Linked DNA regions of Macaca mulatta: region 1 is linked to region 2. Evidence: chromatin contacts called from public Hi-C data. All regions are on one chromosome and are shown on one strand. Each heading gives the region's core, a stretch centred on a gene start, on an enhancer-like site or on the middle of the called end of the contact. The rest is flanking DNA. Distances are from core to core; before and after follow the strand shown.

Evidence for each region. A called contact is a pair of places that touch in the nucleus more often than the background predicts.
Region 1: a Hi-C map of cortical neurons shows a contact between it and region 2, with 2.2 times the contacts expected there. The contact joins the promoter of TBC1D14 here to the promoter of GRPEL1 in region 2. A contact is called at or near these places in 3 of 14 Hi-C or Micro-C datasets (blood, cortical neurons and liver).

Annotation. Positions count from the first base shown.
Region 1 is chr5:6,123,945-6,129,489 of T2T-MMU8v2.0, forward strand. TBC1D14 (TBC1 domain family member 14) reads right to left here and starts at 3,634. Exons shown (of 13, transcript XM_078003141.1): 1 at 3,232-3,634.
Region 2 is chr5:5,966,305-5,971,997 of T2T-MMU8v2.0, forward strand. It overlaps GRPEL1 (GrpE like 1, mitochondrial), which reads left to right and starts at 2,865. Exons shown (of 4, transcript NM_001261551.1): 1 at 2,865-2,956. The coding sequence starts at 2,895. LOC114678233 (a long non-coding RNA gene) reads right to left here and starts at 124. Exons shown (of 3, transcript XR_013417744.1): 1 at 1-124.

The sequences.
Region 1 (5,545 bases), core at 2,384-4,883, 160 kb after region 2:
AGGGGAAGAAATCCACATAAAGTCCTTAAAATCGTGCCTGGCACAGGGTAAGCCTTAGAAAATGTTGGCTGGTGTTATTCTTTCCTGGACACGGATAGGGCCAGCCAACTCAGCCCCACTATTTTAGCAACCATTTGCATAAGCAAGGCCAGACACAGCCAGTCTGTGTCTACAAGGCCACAAAGTACAGCTTCTTCCTGTCACCAGACTCTCTCCTCACACCTGCTGTGTGATACTGACGGGGCTCTGGGCCTCAACTTCCCTATCTTTAAAATCAACTGACTAGTCAAGCAGACCAGTCCCTGTGAGCCTTCCAGATGGACAATCAAGAATTCTAAACCACCCGGGCCCAAGAAACTTTCTTTCTTTTTTTTTTTTGAGACGGAGTCTAGTTCTGTCACTAGGCTGGAGTGCAGTGGTACGATCTTGGCTCACTGCAACCTCCATCTCCTGGGTTCAAGTAATTCTCCTGCCTCAGCCTCCCGAGTAGCTAGGATTACAGGCACGCATTGCCACCACACCCAGCTAATTTTTGTATTTTTAGTATAGACGGGGTTTCACCATGTTGGCCAGGATGGTCTCAATCTCCTGACCTTGTGATCCACCCACCTCAGCCTCCCAAAGTGCTGGGATTACAGGCATTAGCCACTGCGCCCGGCCAAAACTTTATTTATACACAGTCCTAAAACACACGTTCAGCTGGTCATGGTGGTGTGTTCCTGTAACCACAGCTACTCGGGAGAATCGCTTGAGCCCAGGAGTTCAGATCCAGTCTGGACAACATAGCATGACTCCATCTCTAAAAAAAATTTTTTTTAAGTTAACAACACATACTCACTTTCCTAAAATCCTCTTGTATTCTCTATGTATTAATGTTTATACTGACAACAAATCTTTTCCAAGGTCTCAAAGACTCCCCAAGCCACCGCCGACCTGCAGGGCAGGCATCCTGTGCTGAGGCTAGGACTCAAGGTTAGAAGCTCTGACCAATGTGGGAGAGAGATTCAAACAAGCTGCTCTGACTCTGAGAGAGGCCTTCTACAGTGCACCAGCTAAGGAATCAACCCAGAGTAGAGGAGGGAAGGTGGAGGCATGAAAGACAGGAGTTCACTCACTAAACGGGGAGTGGGGTGGAGACAGCACACCCAATGCTGAGGAACTGCAGGGGCTAAAGGAATACAGGGGAACAGCAGAAGCCAGGCCAGGCAGAGCCCAGGCTGAATGTGAGAGGGTAGGCTGGGGGCAGACGGTGAAAACTCAGTTGTACAAACAGGAATCAAGCCCAGCTCAGTGCAAAGCGCTGGGACAGCGGAGGACACCAAGGTGAGCAGAGCCTGGCCCAGTAGCCTGCCTCACTTTGAATCCCATCTCTGCCTCTCCCCATCTGGGTGGCTCCAAGCCAGTTACTCTGTCTCCCTTAGTCTCAGCTGACACCCTTGATGTTTCCCAAAAGGTGTTTTCACCCAATGACCCTGAGCACCAAGTTCATGCCAGGTTCTCAGTAGGACTGGAGATCTCATTAGGATTGTGGAGCCCACAATCTCAAGGGGTCAAACACACAGCAAAGAAGCAGTAAGAGGGTTGGTCGGAGAGGGGAAGCCATACCCAAACTGAGATATGGCTTGGTACTGGCCAGATAAACTGGGCAACAGGAAGTGTTCTAAGACTGCTCTAAGGACTAGCCCAGTCCAGGCAAAGCGACTACCAGTTTCCAACAGGCAACCCACCTCTATAAAAGCCAGACAAGACAGTAACTAGGTGCTAACATCCTACAATACTGGGGGCAAGACAGTGAGCATTTTGTCCCCAAGACCCCACCACGACTACCCTCCTCAGCTAGCCTCACTGCGTGAAATAACCAAGGTGATGCCCCGGGGCCTCCAGTAGGGTCAAAAGGCACCGGTGCCCATAAAACCTTTCCAAGCAAAACTTCCAATTCCACGCTGGGGAAAACGGCGTCCTATGCAACTTTAAGACAGAAACGACCTCACGTGGCCTGGTCAGGCGCAGTCACTCCGGGACCCGCAGGGTCATTCCCCTATCCTCCTGACCAGCCGTTCCCATCAGGGCCGGGCCCCACAGCCTAGAGAGACTCCTGGCGGGAGGGGGCCAGGAGTCCCTGGACTCACTCCTCAAGGCAGCTACCCCGGCCCCGAGAGGGTCCCCAGGCCAGGGTCTCAGCCGCCCGGGAATGGGAGTCTCCGAGGCGGAGGCAGGGGGATTCCCTAGCCCAGGGACAGAGGGTTCGCGTGGGGTGGAGGTCCAAGGAGGTCTGGGCTCCGAGATGAAAGGGGATTCCGCGGATCAGGGACTCCAGGGGTAGAGGCGTCCGAGATGAAAGGGGGGTCAGGGGCTCCAAGGAGGAGGGTCCGCTGCCCTGGGGGCTGAGCGTCCGAGGTGGAAGGGGACTCCGGGGTCGGGGTCTGGCGCACCCAGCCGCCTCCTCTCAGGCCGGGAGCCTCGCGTCGGAGGAGGAAAACTTTTCGTCAAGTTCCGGGAAAGGAGCGGGACACAGCGCGCGCCTCCGCGAGGGCCGCCGAGTCCCGAGCGTCGCCCCAGCCCCGGAGGCCCCGCGACGGCACCCCGGGCGTCACGCACGCGCTGCCCTGGCGTGCAGAAGCCGCGGCCGCGCGGCGAGGGACACCCAGCAGGACCCGCGCCCGGCGACCCGCCTCGCCCCGGCCGCTCCCCGCCTCGGCCGGCGCTGCAGCAGGTGGCGGCCCCGCGCGCCCTGCCCTCCCTCGCGGCCCGCGGCCCGCGGCCCGTCCCCCGCGGGAGGCTCTCAGTACCGGAGTTAGCGCGGCTCCGACGCCATCCCCGGGACCCGCGGGCCCGCAGCCCAGACCCCGCAGGACCCGCAACTCGCGCTGCGAAGACGCCGGGCGCGCGGTAGGCAGCCGGTCCGGCCCGCAGGTGCGCGCGAGCAGCCCGCGGCGAACAGCGGCGCGCACCCTCGCTTCGCCCCGCCCCCTCGCCCGCCCCTGAACACGCCCCCACGCACTTGCGCCCCGCCCCTGCCGGCCCGCGCCCGCTCTTCCGCCCGTGCCGCCGCGTCTAGAGCTCGGCGCTCGCCCGACTGTCCCTCTTCCGGGGGCCGCCCGCCGCGGGCCTCCGGAGCGGCGTCGCCAGCCCTTTTTTCTCCCGAGAACCAACCGGAGTGGCGAGGGACTGCGTTGAGCGGGCCTTTGTGCCCGCAGAGCCCCCGCGGACATCCGACAGAGGCCCCCTTACCTGGTCGGCTGTACCCGCAGCCATCTTGGAAGTGGGAAGCGGCCGGGAGGGGGAAGGGGCTCGAGCGGGCAGGGCTCAGGCGTAGGGAGCCGAGCGGCGGAGCGCATCGATGGGGCGCCCCTGTCCCGGCCGGTGTGCCGGAGACAGCCCGGGCCCCGCCGCGGAAGGGAAGGTCTGCGTGACACCGGGGCTCAGGCCCCGCCGCAGTGGTCTTGGGAGCGGCGCCGTGGCGTCCTCCCAGCCGGCCTCAGTCTCAATCTATAAAGGGCTTTTCCGAACGTTCTCTCGTAATCGCGCTGTGACACAGTGCCTGGCGCTGTAATTCCCAAACTGGTCTGCACTTTAGCATTGCCTGCAGAGCTCTTAATATTCCGAAGCCCAGGCCGATTAAGTGACAGTCTCTGAAGATGAGATGGAAGCATCATCAGTTTAGGAAGCTGTGTAATGTGCACGCGGATTTGGAAGCCACTGGCCTGGCGTTATCTACATCTTTGGCTTCAACATTGCACAAACTCCAGAGACGGGATCTATGATCATAGCCATTGTACAAAGCGGGAAACGAACTCAGAGATGAAGCCCTTCGCCCAAGGACCCGGGTGGGTCAGTAGCTGAGAGGGGCAGAAACCGGGTTCCCTGCCCCAGGGCCCTCCACAAGTTGGTAGACAGAAGCCCCTGTTGACGGGCACTGGGTCTTCATTCCCCTTCTAGACTGTGGGTTCCATGAGGAAAGCCGGGATTATCTTGTTTACTGCTATTTTCCCTGGACCTGGCAAGTAGTAGGTATTTGACTGTTTATTGGGTTGTCCTTAGATTCTGGGGACTTGAGGGCAAGAGGAGAGACCCAGCGCTGGGAACCAGAAGGCCTGGATTTCCACTTGGCTTTGGCTCCTGCCAACCGGGAGCCCTGAGGGTTGTCATTGGCAGATAAATTACCAGAGAGGAAACCCGGGAGAGACTGACTACAGCCCAATCTAACGGAAGACTCAGCCATTCAGGTCAGGGGCAGGAGGAGTTTTCCCATTACAGGAAGCATCTGGAAGCATGAAATGGAAGATCTGTCTCTGCTGCGGTCTTTAGGGATGGGCTAGGGAACCCCGAACTTGGGTCTCCCCTCCAGCTCGTGGCTGTAAAAACCCTCACCATCTATGAGATATGACGCAGAAGCAAGAGGGATTTTTAAAGGCCATCTCTTGAAAGCAAACATTAACATCCCTCGCAGTGCTGCATCATAGAAGCTTTATAAATGCTTAAATTTCTGGGGGTTTTAAGTAAAAATAATACGAGGCCTCCTTCATACCTCTTAAAACAAGGCCTCCCCAGCTTTTTCTAAGTAAACCCTAGTGGAAAAGTACAGACTGCTTCAGTCGTGACTTAATTAGCAATTTAATGCGTTGGATTAATAGATCTGCTTGGGGCTCCCAAATCCCTTCCAGCCCTAATTCTGAGTCTTAGGGTCTAAAGCCCTACAATGACAAGGAACCATTGTTCTGTATCCAGAACCAAAGTCTGTGGTCCTGCAGATTTGCACCTGGCGCCCTCTGCCTGCCTTTTCCTCACTGGTCATCCTGCTGTGCCCACCCCTTCTCTCCCGGAGCCTGTCATCACCTGCACCTGCAGCGTGATTTGACCCACGCCTTACCTGTTGCCCTCAGCGCCCAGACATGTTCTAGACAAATCTTCATTGCAACTTGAGTCTGACAAAATTAAGAACACGGCGAACAGGATTTAGTCATGTGGCTGTGGGTGGCCACTTCACCTCTTAGCACCTCCCTCACCTTCATCTCTGATGTGCAGGTAATCCCGGGATCAGGGCAGTAAGCCCTGGATCTCAGCTCTGCTGGCTGCTAAACTGGTCCTTGGACGTCGACCCCCATCATAACTGGCTAGATGAAGCCATCTCATTCCGCATGCAGACTCTACCTGAGGTTACCAGAAGGATTATCTCCCCCAAGTAAAGCCATCGCTTAGTGTGGACAAAAGCCAGGCCTCTTAGCGCCCTCTCATCCGTTCCAGGCAAAGGACCTCCGCATGGGAGCCCCCGGGCTGGCTAACTCCTCAAGTCTCCAGGAAGCCTCCCCTGCTCCGCCCCAACCCTCCCATATGTACAAGAAACATGGCGTCTGCACCTCCCAAGTTGAGTTGTAGTGAGGTTTAAACAAGTCTAAATTAAATGACAGTATCTAGCATGTTTGGAGAACTCTTAGCACGCCCCCCCTCTCCTCAGACACCGCATTGAGGGACCTTTTCCAGCCTGACCTCGGAGCCTCCCAAAGCTTGCTAGGCAGGAGGGGCCAGCTCACCTTGGAGTTGGGGA
Region 2 (5,693 bases), core at 1,615-4,114:
AGTGGAGGTTCACAGTCCCCAAGGTGGCATCCCCACTGGGACGACCTGAGCTTATCTGTCTTGAGGCACAGCAGCTACAATTCTTCATCAGGCTCGGAGCTGCAAGACGCCCATCGGATTCCTTCTGAGCCCCAAAGAGGAAGGAAATGAACATGTTTCTCTTTTAAATCTCACAACAAATAATAAGGTCTCAGTTTTACAGGTGAGCAGATCAAGGTTGAAAGCAATGAAGTTACTTGGTCACAGCCAATAAGAAACATGAGATACTGTTTTGGTTTTGTTTGTTTGTTTTTTGAGATAGAGTCTTGCTGTCATCCAGGCTGGAGTGCAGTGGTGAGATCTCAGCTGACTGCAACCTCCGCCTCCCGGGTTCAAGCGATTCTCCTGCCTCAGCCTCCCCAGTAGCTGGGATTACAGGTGCCTGCCACCATGCCCAGCTATTTTTGTTTTGTTTTGTTTTGTTTTGTTTTTTAGTAGAAACGGGGTTTCACCATGCTGGCCAGGCTGATCTCGAATTCCTGACCTCTGATGATCCACCTGCCTCGGCCTCCCAAAGTGCCAGGATGACAGGAGTGAGCCACCAGGCCCGGCCGAGACACTGTTTTAAATTTTATTGCAGAAAGGCTGGCCGTGGTGGCTCATGCCTGTAATCCTAGCACTTTGGGAGGCTGACGACGCCAGACTGCTTGAACTCAGGAGTTCGAGATCAGCCTAGGCAACATGGTGAAACCCCATCTCTACCAAAAAGACAAAAAATTAGCCAAGTGTGGTAGCATACACCTGTAGTGCCAGCTATTAGGGAGGCTGAGGCATGAGAATCACTTGAACCGGGAGGCAGAGTTTGCAGTGAGCCGAGATCGCGCCACTGCACTCCAGCCTGGGCAACAGAATGAGACTCTGTCTCAAAAAATATATATATAAAATAAAATAAATTGTATTGCAGAAAACTACAAACACATGCAAAAGAAAATCGTCATAACTCCTGTGGCATTCATCACCCAGCTTCAACCATTACTAACAATTGCCACTTGTGTTTCACCTGTCCTTGAATTTTTTTTCACGGAGAATTTACAAAGTGAATACCAGACATAGGGGCAATTTACTGTAAATACTTCCGTTTGCATCTCTAAAGGTTAGGACATTTTACCCACCAGCCGTTACTGCTCCCTACCAAAAGTATCGATAACTCCCAGTTTCCATCTAATACCCGGTTTATATTCCAATTTCCCCCACCTATCTCTCAAATGCCTCGTTTAAGCTGGTTTGTTGTGTCATGATCCAAATAAGTTCCACGCATTCAATTCAATGGCATCTTTTAAGCTCGTTTATTCTCTAATAGTTCAGTTCCACTTTCTTTTTTTTCCTCCAGGCTCCAATTAATTATATTATCATCATAATTATACTATTATCTTAATTACTGGTATTAATTGACAAGGTCATTTGTCCTGTACAACATCCCACATTTGGGGTTTATTTTTTTGCGTCTTTCTGCAAGGGGCATATTACCTGGCAAACAGTAGGTGTTAATCAGCATGGGTTGAATGGTTTCAATGGGAGAAAAGCAAAAGAATAAAAGTTTGGTCCTTTACTCAAATGGTCCTACTTTCACTAATGTAACAAGCAGGCAACACACCACTTGAGAAGCCACCAACTCGCGCCCTGGGATCCTGGGGAGGGCATGGGCTCTAAGTCTGGGATCCTGGGGAGAGCATGGGCTCCCCCGCGGGATCCCGGGAAGGGCACAGGATCGAGCCCTGGGATCCCGGGGAGGGCAGGGACTCTTAAGTCTGGGATCCTGGGGAGGGCACGGGCTCCAGTCCTCAGATCTTGGCAGTCAGAACTGCACTCCAGGCCACGCTGTGCTGAAGCGGGAGCCAGGCCCTATCTCCCACGGGAATCCCGCTTGGGGGCCGGCACCGGGACCATGAGAACACGCCGCCCCTGCTCTTCCAGCACCTCTGCTCTTGGGGGTATGCGCTACAGCAGCACGGACCTCGGTCAGGTTATGAAGACGTGTGCATTTATGAGCTTTAGTTGTGCCCCAATGTTTTCTATACGCTGTTCTTAGTCTGTTTTTCGTGTTTTGAGAAAACTGAAGATAACAGAAAGGTACAAAACACACGCCCATATGCCCATCATCCAGCATCAAAACCGCCAACATTTTGTCCCATTTGCTTCCTGGGTTTTGTTTCCCGTTTCACCAGAACTCACTGGTTGAGACGGAGACCCCAGCGCCTTCTCCTCTCCGCCTCGGGCGCCCGGAGAAGCAGGGTCGGGGTGGGGGCGCCTTCCCAAGCGGTTGCCTCCGCGGTTATTTCTCAAGCACCTGCGCCGCCGTTTGGGTGGCGCTCGCGCCGAGGCTTCAGTTTCATTTAGCAAACATGGAGTGCTCCGCGCCGATCTGGAGCCAGGGTGTGAGGGTGAACAGTGCTCCCCACGCTCGTTCCCAGAGCAAAGGGAGGCCCGGAGTGTCAGCGCACTGGCGGGTGCAGGCCGGGAAACGGGAAACTGGCACTGGGCTCCTACCCAAACCCCGGCTCCGAAGCCCCTGCCGGCTCGCAACGCGCACGCCCCAACCCGGGCTCTGGGCCCACCCCCTCACGCTGCCTCCTCATTGGCTCCTCCCGGCATCGCCACGCCTACTGGAGGCTCCTCCCAATGCTCACTTCACCTTTCACCTCTTCGCGGCCGCCGGTAAGCCTCAGGCCCCGCCCACCGAGGGGGTGGAAATGCTCTTCCGTGACCCACAATTATTGGTGACTATTGCCTGTCCATAACAGGAAAAGCGGTTACGGATTGGCTGAGGCGAAGTAGTAGGGCGGAAAAGTGGGTATAGCTGCCTGCACGCACGCTTGGTGCGTGCGCGGCGACGGCGGCGGCAGGCAGTGGCAATCATGGCGGCTCAGTGCGTGAGGCTGGCGCGGCGCAGTCTTCCGGCTTTGGCGTTGTCTCTCAGGTAAGGGGCACTTGGCCTCCCTCAGCTGAGGTGGGAGCGCGACCTCCCGCTCCGATGGGGACCTTTCCTGGCCCCGGGGCCTCCTCCCCGGCCCCGGAGCTGGGCATCCCCAGGCTCGCGGTTCCCCGCTGCGGGACGCGGATCGCCCCGCTGGGGCCTGCTCTGCGGCCAGGCTCTCCGTTCGGGGCTTTGGAGAGGCCGAGCATGGCCACCTGGGCGGGAAGGGTGGAGTGGGCGGGCGCCGTGTCAGGAGAGTACCGCAGCACTGGGGCGTCTGGCTCGGAAGGTACGGTGGTCCACGTGCGCGTGTGGTCCAGGGCCAGCGGCGACGCCTCGCGCGCGTTCACGACCTCGGCGCTCACGGGCGCAGAGGCAGCCGCAACTTGTGTGGTTGAAAAAGCGACCAAAGAAGCCCGAGACTTGTCCAAGGTCACGCAGCGAGGCCGAGCCCGGCCGGGTGTGCCCTAGGCAGGAGCTGTTACTCATTTCCGTGCGGCGGCTCGAGGCCGGGGCCACAGCGGTGATCGGGAAACTTCGTGTCGCAAGGTGCGTGTTGCCCGTTCACGGGCTTTTTCCACTCGGCCTCGAATTCCTTCACTCCACCTTCTCCAGCGTCTGAGATCAAAAGAGCAGTCGAGCCTGTGCCGCTGCTGGACGAAGAGTTTGTTGAGACAAGCGCACATTTCGGGCCTGAGGGCCACGAGAGTCAGTGCCCTTTTTTTTTTCAAACCTGCTGCTTCTGCTTTTTAAAAGTTCTACCTCAGAAGTTAGTATGGCAAGTACTTGCTGGAGGAGCTGCCTAGAACCAAGTTATTGATTAGAGAAGCCACTGAGGGCCAAATTGGCCAAAAGCTGGGCAGCGAGAAGCGGTTTTTCCCTGAAAGAGAGCAGGTAGGTGAGGTGAAGATCACTTTCAGTCGAGGTGATTAAGGGGTAAGTGCGAGCTTAATAAATTATATCTTAAAAACATAGGAGCCAAGAGCAGCGACCCACGTGGAATACTTGAGTAAAAAGAATTTGGTAAAGTAATTGGTGGTTTTGTATTGGAATTAATTGCCAGGAAAGCGACCACCGAGTCATCATCATTTCTGTCTCTAGAATGGTAGTTCTGTGGAAAGATGCTCAACTAGGGAAAGGGAGGAGAGCTGACTGGTAGTCATAGCTCTCAGAGTAGTTACTGGGCTTTCTGAGACTCAGTTTCCCTCTGCAGAACGAGATGGCCCTGGGTGTGGGTCCTGTTGCATTCCTGGCCACACTTTGTGTTGGCTGTGCTTTGGAAAGGGGTCAGTGCAGAGCTGACCTGCAGAAAGGCTGGTGGCTGTCACACCCCCAGGCAGAACAGCTGGAGAGGGAGGTGGGCTTCACAACAGTATACTCAGTTTTTATTTAAATTCTTAGTTTTTTAAATTCACAAGAGTAAAAATATAAAATGGTCATCGCTCTCCACCCCCATGGCAAGACTGTAAGATGCTTCCACTCCACTTCTTTCCACAGATCTGAGATAATAATAAGTACACAGGATTTCTAGTTTGTCTTTACAAAAATAGGATCCTGTTTTGTGTATTTTTCTGTAAGTTGCATTCCTTAACAGAACACCCAAAGTGTATCCAATAAATGGCAGTTTAACCCATTTTTAGGAGCTGCATAATATTCCAGATTGTGTTAGCAAGTTTATTCAACCATTTCCTCACTGGCAAATATTGTTTCCAACTTGTCGCTCTGCAGTGCTGCAATAAACAACCTTGACTGTAAGTTCTGTGTGCTGGCAGCCTTCCTATTCGTTGAAGCAGTTTTAATCTGGGAAGAAAATTTAATGTAGCTTATTCTCAGATTGGACTGGCCTAATTTAAAAAGAGGTCCTGGCCGGGTGTGGTGGCTCACACCTGTAATCCCAGCACTTTGGGAGGCTGAGGTGGGCAGATCACGAGGTCAGGAGATCATAGACCATCCTGGCTAACATGGTGAAACCCTGTCTCTACTAAAAAAAAATAATAATAAAATTAGCCAGGCGTGTTGGTGGATGCCTGTAGTCCCAGGTACTCCCAGTACTGGGGTGAGAGGGGTCTCGGGCTTGTGAACGTGGGGTTGAGGCGGGCAGATCACGAGGGGAGGAGATTGAGGTCATCCTGGCTAACACGGTGAAACCCCATCTCTACTAAAAATACATACACAAAATTAGCCGGGTATGGTGGCGGGCGCCTGTAGTCCCAACTACTCAGGAGGCTGAGGCAGGAGAATGGCGTGAACCCGGGAGGCGGAGCTTGCAGTGAGCCAAGATGGCACCACTGCACTCCAGCCTGGGCAACTGAGCGAGACTCTGTCTCAAAAAAAAAAGGTTCTCTGGTCCTGGTGAAGAAATCTAGGTTTTAAGACTTTATTTTATCATTCGTTAATGGCTTTGTGACCTGGGCTTATCACTTGGTCTTGGTCTAGTTCACCATACGTACCCCATGCTTTCCTGTCTTCATGCCTTTGTCCAAGCAGTTTATTCTTCCTGAAGCTGCATCTATCCCGTCATTCCACCTCTGATCCCTTTTGTGTAACTCTTAGACGGAATTTTCTTCTTGTTGCCCAGACTGGAGTGCAGTGACGAGATCTCGGCTCACCGCAACCTCCGCCTCCCGGGTTCAAGCGATTCTCCTGCATCAGCCTCCCAAGTAGCTGGGATTAGGGGCATGCACCACTATGCCCGGCTAATTTTGTATTTTTAGTAGAGACGGGGTTTCTCCATGTTGGT